Regions from separate parts of the Mus musculus genome. Here regions 1, 3, 4, 5 and 6 are each linked to region 2. The links are chromatin contacts, called in public Hi-C, HiChIP or PLAC-seq and promoter capture Hi-C maps. All regions are on one chromosome and are shown on one strand. The core of a region is the stretch at or near the end of the contact, and the rest is flanking DNA. Distances in the headings are between cores, read along the strand shown. Region 1 holds the start of Il17rc (interleukin 17 receptor C). Region 2 holds the start of Sec13 (SEC13 homolog, nuclear pore and COPII coat complex component). Region 3 holds the start of Jagn1 (jagunal homolog 1). Region 4 holds the start of Rpusd3 (RNA pseudouridylate synthase domain containing 3). Region 5 holds the start of Cpne9 (copine family member IX). Region 6 has its middle 36 kb from the start of Gm36023.

Region 1 (2,700 bases), core at 110-2,609, 270 kb before region 2:
GACTACCAAGGCTCAACCAATAGTCCCTGTGGTTTCAGCTGTCTGTAGCCTCAGCCTGTGTAGCAACAGCAGGAACTCCAGAATGAGGCCTCACACATGTACTCTTTGGGGGTGCTTCTTGTCCCCCAAACCGTAAGACTCACCTTAAGTCCCACACTTGACCAACCTCCCTCACATTTGCTCCCTCTTAGAGTTCCTGAGAGGAACTTGGGCTTTCCTGATAGGTCCTCAGCCCTTTCTGAGAAGGAGGGACGATTTTTCCATTTCTTTTCAAAACTGAAAAAAAAAAAAAAAAAAAAAAAGACAACCATCTGCATCGAGCACTCCAGTTCAGGCTGGAGGGCTAGGCCAGGATTGGAAAGCAGGGCCTAAGTGTCAAGCGCTTGAAGGGGGTGGGGGCGGGGGGAGGTGCTCTGCTCGGCAGAGTTGAGAGAAACCCCGTCAGCCAGGAGTCCCTCACCTTCCCCAGAGGGAGGCCTCGTCCAGAGGTAGTTTGATTTGTTTGTTTGTTTGTTTGAGACTGAAGCCCACTGTGTAGCCCTTGATGGCCTGGAACAAAGAGGTTTATCTACCTGCCTCTGTCTCCGGAGTGCTAGGATTAGAAGCCTACATCACCCAATTGGTAAGAGAGATGAATAAAAGCAAACGTAGTAGACACATTAAGGAACAGTGTGCTGCTCTTGTGTGCCTGGGCCAGTCAGGAAGCCTGCCCTAAGCTTGTTCTAGAACAGCTCACCAGCCCAAGTCCTTTCATTCCCACAAGCATTGCCTGTGAAAGGCAAGGGGGACCCAGTGCCTCCTGGATCCTCTCCTCACTATGATTCTTCCAAGAGCAAAGGAAAACCGGAAGCTAGGCAGCATGGCCATCGCTCTCCTCCAGTGCCAGCAACAGCTCGACAGAACTCAGCCCAGTAAGGGGTCTCCCGGGCCTCACTGCCCCTCCGTCTCCCCTGAACCTGGGCCAGGCAGTGGGGAGCTCACTTTCTGGTGCCCTTTGACAGCAGCCCGTTGTCTTCAGAGCTCCTGTTTCACGAGGGTCACTGTCACTGAGACCCAGGGAAGAACCTGAGCATAGTAAGAGGGGACCCAGTGGACCTTAGGATCCCAGGGTCATACAGGAAGTGGAAACACCCGGCATGCCACAAGCCTGGGGTCTTTCTGACCAGATCGATCAGAATCTTTGTTTTTTGGTGAGATCCGGGGTAGGAGTTCCTTTACACAGTAGTGAGTCCAGCTGTGCTGCCTTCCCAGGGCTCCTCCCAGCCAGGTACCAGCCAAGGAGGAGGAGGAGAAGCCACCACCCAGGTCCAAAGCTGCTGGCTCCTAAGCCTGGAGTTGGTGGGAGGGACGGGACAGGGCGGGGCGGGAACAGCCACTGCCTGCTGGGAGCCAAATCGAAAGCACTCCAGCTGAAACTGGGCCTGGAGTCCAGGCTCACTGGAGTGGGGAAGCATGGCTGGAGAGGAATTCTAGCCCTTGCTCTCTCCCAGGGACACGGGGCTGATTGTCAGCAGGGGCGAGGGGTCTGCCCCCCCTTGGGGGGGCAGGACGGGGCCTCAGGCCTGGGTGCTGTCCGGCACCTGGAAGATGCCTGTGTCCTGGTTCCTGCTGTCCTTGGCACTGGGCCGAAACCCTGTGGTCGTCTCTCTGGAGAGACTGATGGAGCCTCAGGACACTGCACGCTGCTCTCTAGTGAGTCTGGGACTATGGGAGGCTGGGAAAGGCTCAGAGTTAGAGTTCAGTCTCTGCCTCATCACAGCCCGAGTCTGGCTCCTGTCACTGCCTCTATCAGAACTGCCCTGTCTGGTCTGTCTGGTGCTGATGGGGGAAGAGAAGATGGAAAGGGGACAAGAATTGGTCTTTTCTTCAGGGAAGGGCTTAGGACAAGGAGCGCTGGAAGGAGATAGGCAGTGGCTAGGGGGCTGTCAAGCAAGGAAAGGCGCTTGAATTGAATTGACTTTTTCTTCCTTCCCAGGGCCTCTCCTGCCACCTCTGGGGTAAGTATTGCTACTTGAAAAGAATGACTTCCAGGCGAGCTGAAGGGAAGCAACTGCTGGCGCTCAGCCTGGAAGCTCCCCTGCCCTCTGCAGGTATCACAAACCAAACCAGCTTCCACCCCACCCCTTCACACCCAGATGGTGACGTGCTCTGCCTGCCTGGAAGCCTCCAGTCTGCCCCAGGCCCTGTGCTAGTGCCTACCCGCCTGCAGACGGAGCTGGTGCTGAGGTGTCCACAGAAGACAGATTGCGCCCTCTGTGTCCGTGTGGTGGTCCACTTGGCCGTGCATGGTAAGTGAGGAAGCCCGCCCGTAACTGAGTGCACACATAAGCCTGTCTGGGGAAGGCATGAGGATTGCAGACTCTGGGGACATCTGCAATGTCTAAGATACTGGTCCAGGTACCTCCAGGCCAGCCTGCTCTCCCCCAGGCCTCTGCTTATGCGCCATGGCATCTATGCAAGGGAATCTAAGCCCGAACCAGCCCAGAGCAGATGCCCGACTTGGGCTTTGCTCTCTTCTCTGCTTCTTGCAGGGCACTGGGCAGAGCCTGAAGAAGCTGGAAAGTCTGATTCAGAACTCCAGGAGTCTAGGAACGGTGAGGAGCCAGCTGGCCCAACTACTGCTTCTAGTCAGGGTCTTTCCCGTGGCCCATGGCCTGGCTGACCCCTGCTTGTTGCTCTCAGCCTCTCTCCAGGCCCAGG
Region 2 (2,700 bases), core at 123-2,622:
GGGTGGATCAAGAATTCTCCAACAGCCTGGGCTATTTTTTCAGAAAGGTAGACCCTGGGAGAGTACGGCGGCAAGGCATTCAGAAGGCACACACTGAATAAGTAAGTGTGTTTCCTTGAGAATCTTAAATGCTCTGAAAAGTGTCGGCAAAGATTAGAGAAAGAGGAGCAGCACCTGCCTGGAGACAATGACATTTTCCCGTGAGCATTGGAGAGGCACCAGGAGCAATCAATTATAGTCAACAGAAAAACTAATCAATTTAAGGTGGCAGTGAAGAAAACACCCTTACCAAAACCACACTGCTGGCAACAATCTTATCTACTAATCCTCTAACCCCCTCCCCCAACACACACCAATATAAGGTGGGTGATGTGACCAAGAATTCCCCACAATCCCAACTGGCTCAAGGAAAAGTAATTTTCTATTGGTGACCCACAGGACTTTGGAAAGCTGGCATCCTTATGACCATTCTTAACCAGCAGCCATGGGTTATGATCCACACTTTGGGATGCTATGTATTTTAAAGCTCTTGGAGCAGTCCTCCGGAGCATCTTATAAGGACACTTATGCGCTTGCTGGAACACAGTAAGAAGCTGCACTCAAAACAGTTCAGCTCATCAGAATCACACCAGGTACAAACTTAGAATGAACCTGTGTATGAGTCTCCAACTTGGCAACAAAAGAGCCAAAGGCCAACAGAAGGAGGCAGCTCCTTGCACCGCTGCGCCAACCAGGGTCTAAGACTTCCAGAGTTTCATTCCCTTAGTATTATACGGAGTGGGGTGCGGTGAAAGACATACCACAGAGGCCATGTAAATTCAAAAATAAGAAACAGAAATAAAAAGCTGAGACGATGCCCTGGAGTCACTCAGCTAGGCCTGTCATCAGTTTCCCGAAGGGACCATCACACATGGGAGTCCTGTGTCCAAGCAACTGATCCCTCCACCTCCTTTGCTGAGGTAGTGGGTGGCAGGGCGAATGATGAGGAGAATTTGGATCTTAGCTTGCCACTGCCTAGCCCAAGTGTTGATGATAGTAGCATCTGCTCCGCAGGCTACGCGCAGGCAGAGGATGTGAGCGATCGTGGGAACGCACTAAGGGCTTGTCAGGCAGTAGATCCTATGATAGCTTTGGCTGTTTTTCCAATTCTGGAGGACAAGACACGAGACGGGCAGGAGGTGGGCTCGCAGCCCGGGCCTATGAGTTCCGGAAGGCCCAGTGGCCTTGCCTTAAATTCCCGCTCCGAGACCCAGAGAGAGGCAGGACAAGCAAACTTTGAGGACGTAGAGGTGGTCTGTCTCAAAGCCACGACTATCGCAGGGATCGCGACACTTACCATAGCTGCAGCAGCGGCGACCCACGGCCTCGGACGTGGCAGCTCAAAACGCTTCACTTCCGGTGCCGGCCCGCAGCCGGCAGGCTGTCACCCAGGATCTTCCGGTCAGCAACACACTCGACTCACACAAAGGTTCCGCGTCTTCTGGATCCTCGGCCCCGCCCTCCTGCAGTTCTGCCTTTATCTTGGCTACTGTTGGGCTCTGGTTGCTGTGGCGACCCTAATCCAGGGATTTTATGATTTGAAGCCGTCGCTAGCAGGTTTTTTATTTAGACTAAGTTTTTTCTGGTTCCTGAGATGCATACATAAAATGACTAGTCATTATAGCTTCACTCTCCTTTTCTGCGGGTTCCGGGTCCCACTGGCTTATCATGACCATCGTAGAGGTTAATTTCTCAAGTAGACTGGGCTAGTGCTTTGTTAGGTCTTGCTTAAGTTTCTTTCCATTTAATTTGATGTTGACTATTGGCTTGCTGTATATTGCCTTATTATGTTTAGGTATGGTCCTTGTATCCATAATCCCTTTAAGACTTTTAACATGAAGGGGTATTGGATATTGTTAAGGGCTTTTTCATCATCTAATGAGATGATCATGTGGGCTTTTTTCAGTTTGTTTATATGGTAAATTACGTTGATGGATAAAGCAATTCCACTAAATTCAGGGACAAGACAAGGCTGACCACTCTCTCACTATCTATTCAACATAGTACTTGAAGTTCTACCTAGAACAAAAAGACAATTAAATGAGATCAAGGGGATACAAATTGAAACGGAAGAAGTCAAAGCTTCATTGTTAGTTGATATGATAGTATACAAAAATGCACCAGCTTTCTTAAGGGATGGCAAGCAGAGAGTCTCAAGTCCCTGGGAGTCTGACTGTTTCAAGGGAGAACAACTGGAACCTCCCCAAACTCTTGTTTTTAGCTTTGGTGCTTACACAGCACTGAAAGGGGAACACAGAGCCCCAGGGCAGCTCCTCAGATGCACGTGGTCACATTTCCCCACCACACTTAGAAGCCAAGTGGCCCAGAGTAGAACCTCCACTCCCATTAGCTAAATCCTTTGCTGGGCAGTGGTGGCGCATGCCTTTAATCCCAGCACTTGGGAGGCAGAAGCAGGCAGATTTCTGAATTGAAGGCCAGCCTGGTCTACAGAGTGAGTTCCAGGACAGCCAGGGCTCTACAGAGAAACCCTGTCTTGAAAAAAAAAATCTTTCTGGTCGTATGTTGAAACTGGGATTGAATACCTTGGCTGAAGATAGCTACCAGCAAGATGCCAAGACTCAAGGAGTGTGAAGGCTTTTTGGAGAGGGGCCTGGAGAGTGGCAGCCTTATATCATGACACCGCCCTCACCCCTGGCTGTC
Region 3 (2,700 bases), core at 172-2,671, 300 kb before region 2:
CTCAAACTCATGCTTCAACTTCCCAAGTGCTGTGATCACAGGCATACACTCCTATGCCCAGTACAGCCATTTGTTTGCCTTAAAAAATAAAAATCAATTTAAAAAAATCTTATGTGTGTTTGGGTATTTGACCTGCGTGTAGGTCTGTATACAGTATGAATGCAGTGCCCACCTAGGCCAGAAGAGGGTGCTAGAGACTCTGGAACTGGAGTTTCAGTGAGTTGTGAGCTGTAGGTGTTGGGAGCCAAACCCCAAAGGGGTGGTGAGATGGATCAGTGGCTAAGAGCGATTGTTCTTGAAAAGGACCTGAGTTGGATTTCCAGAGCCTGCATGGTAGCTCACAACAAGCGCTCCAGTTCCAGGGCATTTGGGGGTTTGACGGCCTCTCCTGACTTCCCCTGGCACCCGACATGCATTCGCTGTATAACACATCCGGCAAGGAGAACACTCTGTGAGTTCAAGGCTACCCACATAGCAAATGCCAGGACATAGTGAGACTCTGTCTCAATAAAACAAACAATCTGGGTCCTTAGCAAAAACAGTAGGTACTCTTAACCACTGTTAATAACTCTCCAGTTATTAATTATTTAATTAATTTATTGGCAAACGTTCAACACAGGCCAGGCTGGCCTCAATGAACTCCTCCTGTTCCTGCCTCCACCTTTCACGTTGAGGAGATTACAAATATTCACAGCCATCTTTGTTCCAGTTAGCCCTCAGGACGCAGGGTCTCAGACTATGGAGAGCATTGCAGGGAGGAAGAGATGCCTCTTTACTGCTTCAGCCTCTGAGTGACGCCTCTCAGCATTGACCACCCTATACTTTTCGTTGTATAACGTCTTTGCTCTGGACCCTAACCCCAAGGTTGTGTGGAGCTTCAGGAAATATAGATGTGCAACAAGCCACTGGGCAAAGATGCCAAGTCTAGTTAGGTATGGTTTAAGACTATAATCACGCCTTGGGAGATTGAAGCAAAAAAGACCGTCAAGAGTTCGAGGCCAGCATGAAGCACATGAAGCCCTGTCTCAAGAATTACAACTTAAGGTCTGGGTCAGCCGTTAAGAGGTCAATAGAACTAGGTTTAAATCCCAGCACTCACAGTATAGCTAGCAAATCTATCCTATGTCCTCTTCCAGCCTCTGCAGGCACAAAAACCACACGTGGTGCATAGACAGACAGACAAAACACCCATACACAAGTAATTATTTTAAATGCTTTAAATGAAGTTAAAAGGGGTTTGCTGGGGGCTTGGTTGCTCGGCATCAGCGGCCTGGGGTTCGGTTCTGCACGATGGGATCTCTGGGCAGGTCAGTGAACCATTTCTAGGGACTGTTAATTCCGCAATCGCTCTACTCTGGCAAAGAACCTCAGAAAGGCCAAGAACGCATGCGCGAAGAAGGAACCACAGAGTCAGTCCTCCCAGGATAGAGAGGCCGGAAGTTCTCCCGGAGCTCCACGCCGTGTAGTGAAAGCCGGGCCGAGGTAGCAGGGAAGGGGTTCGCAGGGTGCTTGGCTGGGTGTGTGAGCAGAGGGTCGGCGTTAGGGGCCTTAGTTCTGTACAATGGCGTCTCGGGCAGGCCCGCGAGCGGCCGGCACCGACGGCAGCGACTTTCAGCACCGGGAGCGCGTCGCCATGCACTACCAGATGAGGTACGAGGTGAGCCAGGCGTACCGAGGCCTTTCCCGGCGGAGCCTGCAGATCCTGGGAAGAAGCGACGCCAGTGGTCCTCACGCTGTCGCCCCCCAGCCAGTTGTCGTGTACCCGCCAGGTCCCCTGCTCTAACGACCTCTGCTCTGTTTCCAGGCCGGGGAAACCCCGTGGCCCACCTTGGTCCGACTTATTCTTTGAGGGGATCCAGCCTGCACAGGCTCGTGGTTCGGTGCTGGCCCCCTGGGTGACCTTGGGAACGCCACTGCCACTTTTCTTTTTCAAGTCTAGATCCCACGGTAGCGTCCAGGCTGATCTCGAACTCACAGCCTTCTCTTTAGTCTCCTGAGTGCTTCTGGCTTTTCAGGGATGCACTTGGCCTGAGAACTCCTTAACATTTTTAAAGATTTTTATTTTTAATTTCGTGTGTGTGTGTGTGTGTGTGTGTATTTGTGCACGTGAGAGCAACTGCTCGCAGAATCCAGTAGAGGGCGTTGGAGCTGGAGTTACACATGGCATTTGGAGTCTACCCGAGGTTGGTGCTGAGAGCCAAGCCCAGAAAGGTGGCAAGCCATGTCTCTAACCACACGTCAGAAGTGATTTTGGAAGCTAGAGTTGTGGTTCATGAACCCAAACCGCCTCCACTGCAGCGAGCCTACTCTCCAGCTCCAACTCGGGTTATTTCCAATTGGAGTCTCAGTTTTCACATTTTTAGAGGGAGAAAATTTCATGATTTTTAGGTTTTGGTGAGGAATTAGCAAGTCGTTTGTGTAAAGGCACAGCATAGGAGTGTGGTGGCTGCTAAACTTGGGGCTGTCTGGATGTGGGTGGTAAAAGGTGACCCTGTCCATCCTGAGGTTTAGGAATACGTCCATATAAGGAGATCTTTCTACGTTCCTTTATTTGTTTGATAAACTCTTACAGGCTATCTATCCATCCTGTCTGTATTGTGTTCTGCACTGAGTCTTTCTTTCCCTCACCTGCCTCTGTCCTTCCTTTAGTGGTTTTTCGAGATGGGGTTTCTCCTTGTAATTCCAGGCTTTCTTGGAACT
Region 4 (2,700 bases), core at 112-2,611, 320 kb before region 2:
CATCCAACCATCTCTACCCCAGCCTTGCCCTCCTCCCTGCCCATGCCCATACCTGTCACAGGCAGACCCTGTGGCTTGTTCAGTGTCACCAGAGGTCCTGAAACAGTTCATGGATGTCAGCAAAAGCAGGGAAGCATGTCTGCATGCAGCCTCGGGGGTGGGGTTGGGGGTGGGGGTTATACAATCCAACCCCACTTTAAATAGCACTTCCTAATCCCTGTACCTCGGAGCCTTCATACCTGCAGTTCCAGGCTTCCATTCCCATTGGCTCCAACATACCTCAGTATAATGTGTGCCCCTCCTACAGTCCTTGACTGTTGCGGGTGGAGGGGGGCTCAAACACCAAGTCAGCCTCAAATTCACTACACAGCTAAGTCTGGTCCTGAACTCCTGATTCTCCTTGCCTCTACCTCCCAAGTTCTGGAATTACAAGTGTGGTTACCACGCCAGCAGCGATTGCTCAGTAATTCTCACATTAGGACGCTGGATCTCGCAAGGCAGGGGCCATATTTATCCCAGAACTGTGAAGCCCCTCACTGCTACATGAACATACAGTCGTGAAGCAACATGTGGGTGCTGACTGCTGGTCCTCTCTGCAAGAGCAGCCATCTAGCCCTCTTATGAAACCAAGAGGCATGCCGCTTACAGAGGCCAGCTATAACTAACCCCAAAGCTTTTTCTGATAGTTAACTTCTGTTACAGCTGCTCTCAGAACACAGGGAGGAGTGAGGTATACACCTCTCCTCGTGATGGTGAGGCTAGGAAGAATGTGACTGCTGGCCTGGCTCCTGCAGCAACAGGGGAGGCACAGGAGCAGCAGGCTCCCCTCACCTTTCTGATCCACCACAGCTGCCCTCAGGACATGAGCCAGCTCCTCCAGGCCGAGGTTCTCCGTCCTCAGCAGCCCCGGGAAGGGCTGGTCCTCGACTAGGTCCTTGTGCTTGCTGGAGCGGTGAGGTTGAGACGGACGCCTGAGAAACATGGTAGAAGCCTGTACCTCCCTCCCTTGCTCACCCTGCCTAGTCCAGCCTCTTCTTAGAACTCCCGGGCTCAGCAGACAGGAGTCCACCTACCCCCCAAGACTTTACCAAAGAGGCACCAAGGCTCAAAGGTCCAATGACCTAGTGCCGGGTCTCACAACATAGTCCGGCTTAGAACCAAGTACTGATCTGAATTTCATGCCTGCCCTCTCCTTGATCTAGTCTCTCCCCATACACGGAAGTGGAGTGTTATAATCACCGGGCCTCGGTGCCGAAGCCGGCATCCCTCTGCCGTGCGCAAGACCCCAGCTCCGGCCGCCAGATCATAGAGACATAACGCAAAACTCTCAGGGCTCCCATTGCCGGGGACCAAGCACAGTACGCATGCGTGTCCACGGACAGCTCAACCCCACCTCCCGTACATCCTCCGTGCGTAGATTGGTCAGGCAGGCTGTCAATCAAGGCAGAGGGCGCTCAGACGAGCGAGAATCCGGGCTTTGCCTCCCCTGTAGAAGAAAAAGTGCCATTTAGGGTTCTGGCTTTTGGGAAAACTGAGGCACGAGGCGGGTTATTTACTCAAAGTAGAGGACGTGTCTTAGAATAAAAAGGGTCGAGAAGACTGTCGTTTCAATTTTGGGGAACCTTAATCTGAAACCCTCCCTTGTAAAACCGAGGGAGAAGAAAGGTGAAGACCGGTATGCAGCCTTTCGGTCAGTACACCTGTCTGAAATTGTAACAGCCTGTGACATAAAAGGTCCCAAAGCTGTGGCTCAGGTGGTAGAGAGGCTACACAAGGTCCTGGGTTCAATTCCCAGCACCGTGTATGTAGGTCACAAAGAACAAGATCACAGATACTGGGTTGGAGACCAGCCTGGGAGATGCGCAAGGCCCCTCTATGAAAAGAAAATCAAGGTAGGCTGGGTGTGGTGGCGCATGCCTGGAACAGAGGCAAGTAGTTAGCTGAGTTTGAGACAAGCCTGGTCTACACAAAGAAAACCAGTCTAAAAAGAAAAAGAAAGAAAAAGAAACGAAAGCTGTGAGTTCCACCCTGGCCAGTATGTCTCAAAAACAAAATACACGGGCGTAAAATGAAACAAAATGGAGACTGGTTAAGATTGCCTGTTGTTGCCGGGCATGGTGGTGCACGCCTTTAATCCCAGCACTCAGGATGCAGAGGCAGGCGGATTTCTGAGTTCGAGGCCAGCCTGGGCTACAAAATGAGTTCCAGGACAGTCAGAGCTATACAGAGAAACCCTGTCTCAAAAAAACAAAACAAAACAGAACAAACAACAGGATTGCCTGTTGTTTTCAGCACCCACAGCCTTGGACTCAAAACCTCCTTTAACACCTGTCCAAACACACAGACATATGTACATAATTAGCAATAAAATAGACCAGACCTTTAATTCCAGTATCGGTCTACATAACCCTGTCTCAAAAAAAAATACAAAAGATAGTAACAATTTTATGCGCATAATAAAAACAGTGAAATAGAAATAATGACTGAAAATAAAAAGAAAGTCTCTTTTTGTTTGTTTGTTTTGTTTTTCGAGACAGGGTTTCTCTGTATATCCCTGGCTGTTCTGGAACTCACTTTGTAGACCAGATTAGACTGGCTTCGAACTCAGAAATCCGCCTGCCTCTGCCTCCCAAGTGCTGGGATTAAAGGCATGTGCCACCAGGCCTGGCGAAAGTGTCTCTTTTTAAAAAGCAGTGGGGT
Region 5 (2,700 bases), core at 44-2,543, 460 kb before region 2:
TGTTCAGATTACTGTCAACTCTCAGAATTGTGTTGGAGGGTACAGGGGCGTTCCCAGGGCCTCATGGAGATTATAATGTCAGCAAAACCCCATTCTGCAATTTTTGTTTCCTGGGAAGGAGAATCACCTGCACTGAAAATGAGGCAATTTCACACTAATCACAAAATAAAAGCAAGTTTTTTGAATGGCTTTTCATTAGCATTTCATCCGGTTGTGACCGTCGTTGAGCTGCTCGGAATCTTCACTGCCTGGCCTCGTGCTGAATGAAGGGTTGGAGTTTGGGGGAGTTACGAAGTAGGATTTATCTCTGTTCCTTCTTTGCTGGGGAAAGAAACCCGGGCTTGTGTTTATAAGCAAATAAATGCTCTACCACCAAGTCAAATTCTCAGTCCCCATCAGTCAGCGTAAGCCACGAGGAGTGGCATATAAACCCGTGAGACTGGGTTGGAAGGAGAGGTCAGCAGCTGAGTGGGTTCGACCACAACTACCTGTTCTGTGCAAGTTCTGCATATCCTCACTGGCTTGCTTTTTTTTTCTTCGAGAAGGGTTTCTCTGTGTAGCCCTGGCTGTCCTGGAACTCACTCTGTAGATCAGGCTGGCCTCAATCTCAGAAATCCGCCTGCCTCTGCCTCCCAAGTGCTGGGATTAAAGGCGTGCAACACCACGCCCGGCGGCTTTCATCTTTAGTTAAACCCTGAAGCGACAGTGCTCTGGGATAGGAGACCTGAGCCAATAGAGGGGCAGGCTTCTGGGCTGTGGAGGCAGCAGTGGACACGGCACAGGGAGGGGGCTGCTTGATTCAGAGCTCTTCACCATTCATTGATCCTCCTCTCGCACCCTGTACTGAGGATGGGCCCTAGGCCTTTGCATATAGTAGACCAGGTGCTGTGCCAATGAACTGTTCCCCAGAGCCCTGACCTAATAGGCCATCAATGTGAATACCCAGAGGTCACTAAGCCTATCTTAAAGTATGCCAGTAGCTGCCACTAGGGCCATAACCACTAATATTGAGTAACTTGCTCAAGGCCACACAAATATTAAGGGGGAAATGTAACTTCATATCCAGAGATCAAGATGGGTCGGGAAAGATGAGCGCTGCTCAGAATTGGCTACCAACTCCCACCTGCCAGCCCAATATTTCAGGACCATGGATAGTTCTAAGGTTTTCATTGCTCTGGTGTTTCCAGAGGATGTGTGGGCCAGAGTTGGGGTTTGAGTGAGTTTCCCCGACTAGCTCCAGGCTGCTCCAATGGGGCGGGGGCCGCCTGCAGGGCCGGGCGGGGCTGTGCTGCCATCTGGAGCCGCTGCTGCTGGTGGCCACTGTCAGGGCGCGAGCAGCGGAGCGCACACAAGGCTGGAGAGAGCCGCTGCCTCCGCACATGGGCCGGCCTCGCCACCGCCCCTAGCTTCGGCACCCGGGGTCTCGCAGCCCCTACGCGGCTTTGGCCATTGGACCAGTCATGTCTCTCAGCGGAGCCTCGGAGCGTAGCGTCCCGGCCACCAAGATTGAAATTACTGTGTCGTGCCGGTGAGCGGGCCGCGCTGGGGAGGGTTTAAGTACTGGCAATTCCCCAGCCTACCGCAGCTGCGGGTTCAGTGTGGGCAGGGGGCTAGACCACAGAGGGGACGACCAGGAGCGAGCAACAGAGAACTGAGGCTGAAGGCTGGAGTCACTGGCAGGATGAAAAAGGGGGTCTCCCTGGGCAGCCCCACCCAAGCCTACCGGCTCAAAAGGTGGGCTATGGGAATCGCTGAAGAGCTGGGCCACAAGGGACCAAAGTTCTGGGGCGAGCCGTAGTCCTGGACCCTTGGAGACAGTGCGGGCACATATAGAGCCATTTGTCAGAGATGTCTGATGTTGTCCTGAATGTTGGCAGTGTGGACCCCAACAGTCACTGGGAATAGTAATAAGGAGGGAATACAATTTGCACCCCACGTCTCCTCCAGGTGCCCAGTCAGTTCAGGACTGTGTCAAGGTGGTGAGCGCCAGAATGAGCTAGCCCTCTGTCCATCTGTTTGATGCTTTTCTCTAGGAATCTGCTAGACCTGGATACATTCTCCAAGTCGGACCCCAGTAAGCAGCTCCAGGGCCTGGAGGAGGAACCCGGGGTGTAGGAGCGGGTGGGGCGGTGAGGGGTGCGGGCCGACCTGACGAGCTCCCCTCCCCTGCCCTCACCCGCAGTGGTGGTGCTTCACACGCAGAGCCGGGCCAGCCAGGAGTGGCGGGAGGTGAGTCCCCGAGCCCCAGCCCAGCTCAGGGCCGCTCCCGGGAACCTCTAGCCCGACTGCACGCCTTGCGTTCATGCTCCGTCCTCCCACCCCTCCCTGCTGCCCAGTTCGGACGAACCGAGGTGATTGACAACACACTGAATCCAGACTTCGTGCGCAAATTCGTTCTCGACTATTTCTTTGAGGAAAAGCAAAATCTCCGCTTCGATGTGTGAGGCTCCTCCTAGAATCCTGTCTTACCCTCCACCCCCCTCCACCACCACCCCCCAACCTGGATCAGCCAGAATTCTGCCTGGTCTCGCCCCCACTTCACCTTGCTACCTGGCTCCTCCCCCTAGCCCAGGTCCTTCTAAGGCTTCACTGTTCTTAACCCCGCCCCCCACACCCAAGTTGGCGCCTCCTTATGCAGAATCCATCCAGTTCCCTCCCCAAACCAGGCCCTGCCCACAACCCTGCCTTCTAATTTAGCTC
Region 6 (2,700 bases), core at 171-2,670, 320 kb after region 2:
TTATCCTCACGCACCATGGTTGTAAAAAAGGGTGGGATGCTATGTGAAAGCACATCTGCACACTCACTGGCATATACACAGGCATATATGCATGTCAATATGTTCACATGTTAGCTTAAGACCTATAAGGGGATGTGAGACACGTATGTTGGGAAATTTTCAGGTGTGTGTAGAAGCCAGAACTGAGTGTCCAAGGGAGAGCTATGGTGTGTATATGGGTAAGTATGTGCATGTATATGTATTTGCACACATTTGGGTGCATACATGAATATGTGCCACACATTTGCATGTACCTGTACACACATGTATCTGTGTATGTACATGTATGCATTCATGTGCTATTGTATGTGTGTGTTTGTATACACATGCTTCTGTTTGCTGGTGGATGTTTGTGCACATGTGTAGGTATGCATGTGTGTTCATGTGTGCTCGGGTACATTTACATGTGTGTGTCTGTCTGCAGGTTCATGTGCATATCTGTTTGTGATTGTGTGTGTAAAAGCAGGAACGAGTGCATACATGCATGTTTTTGTGTTCCTGTATGTGTGTATGCATGTGTTTGCATATGAGGGCTTGTTTTCAGGTATGTGCATGTGTGTACATATATGTGAATGTGTTTGTATATATGTGTACACACATATGTGTGCACATACATGTTTCCTATGTTTTGTGTGTGTACCCATGTGCTTGTATGTGCTCACTTTCAGGAAGCACATATGTCTTAGTCTAGGCAGCTTAAAATCAACAGAGATTTTTCTGCCTACACTTCTGGAGGCTGGCGGTCCAAGGACAAGGCATCTGCAGATTTGGTATTGGATGTCCTACTTCCTGGTTCATGATTATCATTTTTGCTGCTTTCTAACAAGGCAGGAGAGGCAAAGGGACCTCCTGGAATCTCTGTCCTAAGAGCACTAATCCCATTTGTGAGGGCTTCTCCCCATGACTTGTCACCTCCCCAGGGCTCTACTTTCCAACACCTTCATCTCAGGTGTGAGGCTTTTAATAAGGAATCTGAGGACACTACTGTCTGTCCTAAAGCCCTATAGCACTGTGTGTGGAGGCACATGCGTGTGCATGCATGTATGCCTTGTGAAGGGTGTGGGAGGAAAGGAGAGTCTGGTGCCAGGCACAGAAGAGCAAATGTAGTGTGCGGGAAGGGAAGGGTGTGGAGGGGCCAGAGACATCCTTGCCTTTGGAGCAGGAAGCATATGCAGAATGAGCAGTAGAGGCCAGAACACCTCAGGCTTTGGAGTTCAGAGGGTGTCTGGGTCCATCGCCCAGGTGACAGAAAGCCATGGGTGGGCTCCCAGTAATCAGAGCGACAAAGATGACTTTCTGGGAGAGCTTGGGCAACTCAGTGCTGCATCCCTCTGCAAGACAGGCTTGCACTGAAGCCGTCCTCCCGGTTCCCACGCTTCCCCCAAGGTAGCTGCCACCTACGACCTGATGCAGCAGTCCTGACGCTCCAGGTTCTGCGAGACAAATCTGTGACCTACTTTTCAGGGGCTGAGTAGGAAATGCAATTGAACAAGTGCCCCTGTGGATTGTCCCAGGGAAGGGAAATGGGGCAGAATTAGGGCAAAGGGGGAGCCAAGGCCAGGCAGGCAGCCATGGAGTGTGCACAGAAGGGAATGCTCTCATGGGCAGAAGAGACTGGCCGCTGATGTTTCTCCACGACCCTGTCCAGGCAAACTCTCCTACAGACACGGTGAAGGCTGGCTGCTCCCCCAGGGACCACTGTGCAGTCCGTAGCATTTCCTGGGCTGGTTTGTTGACAGCCTGCTTCTACCTCTTTCTCTCTGCCTGGCTCCTGACTGTATGTATACATATTTATTATCCCCTCTAGGATTCAACTCTACTAAAAAAGAAGATGATGGGAGAAAAAAGAGCTCTGAATAATGAGTTCTCCGCGGGGTGGAGAAAAATGTTCGTTTCAAAAATAACCTGAGAACTCAGGGTAGGGAGGGTGGGGGAAGTCCTCATCTCACCAAAAGGAGACGAAGCCCCAAGTGACTTGATGGAGGGTCCAGGGGCTTGTGCAGCAAGTAGCCAATAAATCAAGGCACGGTGTGTACATATGCATGGATGTTTGTAGTTTGTATCTATCTAGGGAACTGTTGAGAGTGAACCCAGGGCCTGGCATGTTCTAAGCACACATTCTGTTATGGAGTTATGATTAGTTCTCATTTCTACTTTTTCCTGCCTTTCACCTCTGGTCACCTCTGTGGTGCTTTTTCTCAGCACAGTGAAGCCTTCCTTTGAAGACTGCAGGCACTGGGCTCCCTCTGGCCAAGGCCAGCCTGTGACCCTTTCCCCTTTCAGTCCCTACCCTAGTTTTTCTGCACCATGCCAGGCCCTACCCCTTCCCTGACAAAAGCAGCGACTTCAGCTCTTTGGAGCTCTGTGAGAGCCCGGAGGTTGGTGAGAGAAAACAGGGCTTCTCTTCTGGGTTGCCTTTTGCCGCTGCTGGCCCTCTGACCTTAGGCAGGGGCCATCCACACTGAACTTCGACTTACTTGTCTGCTCCTTAGAGTTACTACGATTCATGTTCTTATGAGTACATGTGTGTATGTTCATATGTGTGTCAAAGTGCATGAGTGTGAGCCTGTGGTGGGGATTGGAGGACTGCCAAGGGAATCATCCTTAGAAACATTGTCCACCTTATTTGAGACAGGGTGTCTCATTGGCCTGAAGCCCACC

What was found. Promoter capture Hi-C pulls out the DNA fragments that hold promoters and counts their contacts. HiChIP or PLAC-seq counts read pairs in DNA pulled down with a chosen protein or histone mark. Hi-C and Micro-C count contacts between places; a contact is called where the count stands out from the background. Capture Hi-C pulls out chosen DNA fragments and counts their contacts.
Region 1: a promoter capture Hi-C map of embryonic stem cells shows a contact between it and region 2, with 3 times the contacts expected there. The contact joins the promoter of Il17rc here to the promoter of Sec13 in region 2. A contact is called at or near these places in 12 of 39 promoter capture datasets (the 3T3-L1 cell line, the SN4741 cell line, embryonic stem cells and 8 more), 4 of 484 Hi-C or Micro-C datasets (CD4 T cells, forebrain, natural killer cells and 1 more), 5 of 115 datasets of contacts at active chromatin or transcription factors (bone marrow-derived macrophages, craniofacial prominence, effector CD8 T cells and 2 more) and 2 of 9 other capture datasets (adipose tissue and liver).
Region 3: a CTCF HiChIP or PLAC-seq map of the NIH/3T3 cell line shows a contact between it and region 2, with 12 read pairs. The contact joins the promoter of Jagn1 here to the promoter of Sec13 in region 2. A contact is called at or near these places in 13 of 39 promoter capture datasets (the 3T3-L1 cell line, 3T3-L1-derived adipocytes, the HPC-7 cell line and 7 more), 2 of 15 datasets of contacts at CTCF or cohesin (the NIH/3T3 cell line and embryonic stem cells), 19 of 484 Hi-C or Micro-C datasets (the Ba/F3 cell line, CD4 T cells, CD8 T cells and 11 more), 13 of 115 datasets of contacts at active chromatin or transcription factors (the SCID.adh cell line, T-cell acute lymphoblastic leukemia, bone marrow-derived macrophages and 5 more) and 3 of 9 other capture datasets (adipose tissue, embryonic stem cells and liver).
Region 4: a contact with region 2 is called in a promoter capture Hi-C map of liver. The contact joins the promoter of Rpusd3 here to the promoter of Sec13 in region 2. A contact is called at or near these places in 6 of 39 promoter capture datasets (embryonic stem cells, hippocampal neurons, liver and 3 more), 4 of 115 datasets of contacts at active chromatin or transcription factors (the SCID.adh cell line, effector CD8 T cells, memory CD8 T cells and 1 more) and 4 of 9 other capture datasets (adipose tissue, embryonic stem cells, liver and 1 more).
Region 5: a promoter capture Hi-C map of liver shows a contact between it and region 2, with 2.6 times the contacts expected there. The contact joins the promoter of Cpne9 here to the promoter of Sec13 in region 2. A contact is called at or near these places in 6 of 39 promoter capture datasets (embryonic stem cells, hematopoietic stem and progenitor cells, hippocampal neurons and 2 more), 1 of 115 datasets of contacts at active chromatin or transcription factors (embryonic stem cells) and 1 of 9 other capture datasets (embryonic stem cells).
Region 6: a contact with region 2 is called in a Hi-C map of cerebral cortex, with 2.4 times the contacts expected there. The contact joins the enhancer-like site here to the promoter of Sec13 in region 2. A contact is called at or near these places in 11 of 39 promoter capture datasets (the 3T3-L1 cell line, 3T3-L1-derived adipocytes, embryonic stem cells and 4 more), 9 of 484 Hi-C or Micro-C datasets (LSK cells, bone marrow-derived macrophages, cerebral cortex and 4 more), 17 of 115 datasets of contacts at active chromatin or transcription factors (SST interneurons, VIP interneurons, bone marrow-derived macrophages and 10 more) and 4 of 9 other capture datasets (adipose tissue, embryonic stem cells, liver and 1 more).

What each region holds. Positions count from the first base shown.
Region 1 is chr6:113,470,096-113,472,795 of GRCm38.p6, forward strand. Il17rc (interleukin 17 receptor C) reads left to right here and starts at 1,360. Exons shown (of 18, transcript NM_178942.1): 1 at 1,360-1,692; 2 at 1,976-1,997; 3 at 2,136-2,288; 4 at 2,532-2,594; 5 at 2,683-2,700. The coding sequence starts at 1,588. Il17re (interleukin 17 receptor E) reads left to right here. Exons shown (of 15, transcript NM_145826.6): 15 at 1-663. The coding sequence ends at 48.
Region 2 is chr6:113,739,309-113,742,008 of GRCm38.p6, forward strand. It overlaps Sec13 (SEC13 homolog, nuclear pore and COPII coat complex component), which reads right to left and starts at 1,373. Exons shown (of 9, transcript NM_024206.4): 1 at 1,337-1,373. The coding sequence starts at 1,339.
Region 3 is chr6:113,441,148-113,443,847 of GRCm38.p6, forward strand. It overlaps Jagn1 (jagunal homolog 1), which reads left to right and starts at 1,422. Exons shown (of 2, transcript NM_026365.3): 1 at 1,422-1,650. The coding sequence starts at 1,562.
Region 4 is chr6:113,417,979-113,420,678 of GRCm38.p6, forward strand. Rpusd3 (RNA pseudouridylate synthase domain containing 3) reads right to left here and starts at 1,362. Exons shown (of 9, transcript NM_001033204.1): 1 at 1,240-1,362; 2 at 832-971; 3 at 53-97. The coding sequence starts at 1,340.
Region 5 is chr6:113,281,014-113,283,713 of GRCm38.p6, forward strand. It overlaps Cpne9 (copine family member IX), which reads left to right and starts at 1,294. Exons shown (of 21, transcript NM_170673.3): 1 at 1,294-1,528; 2 at 2,034-2,074; 3 at 2,183-2,229; 4 at 2,337-2,440. The coding sequence starts at 1,461. Mtmr14 (myotubularin related protein 14) reads left to right here. Exons shown (of 19, transcript NM_026849.2): 19 at 1-379.
Region 6 is chr6:114,056,746-114,059,445 of GRCm38.p6, forward strand. No RefSeq gene overlaps it. Among named protein-coding and RNA genes, the nearest start is that of Gm36023, 36 kb to the right of the region's middle. Within about 2 kb of position 1,421, at least 16 of the 459 cell types and tissues checked have an H3K27ac peak or open chromatin away from gene starts, as enhancers often do. A contact at or near this core is called in SST interneurons, cerebral cortex and cortical neurons, where this site is marked.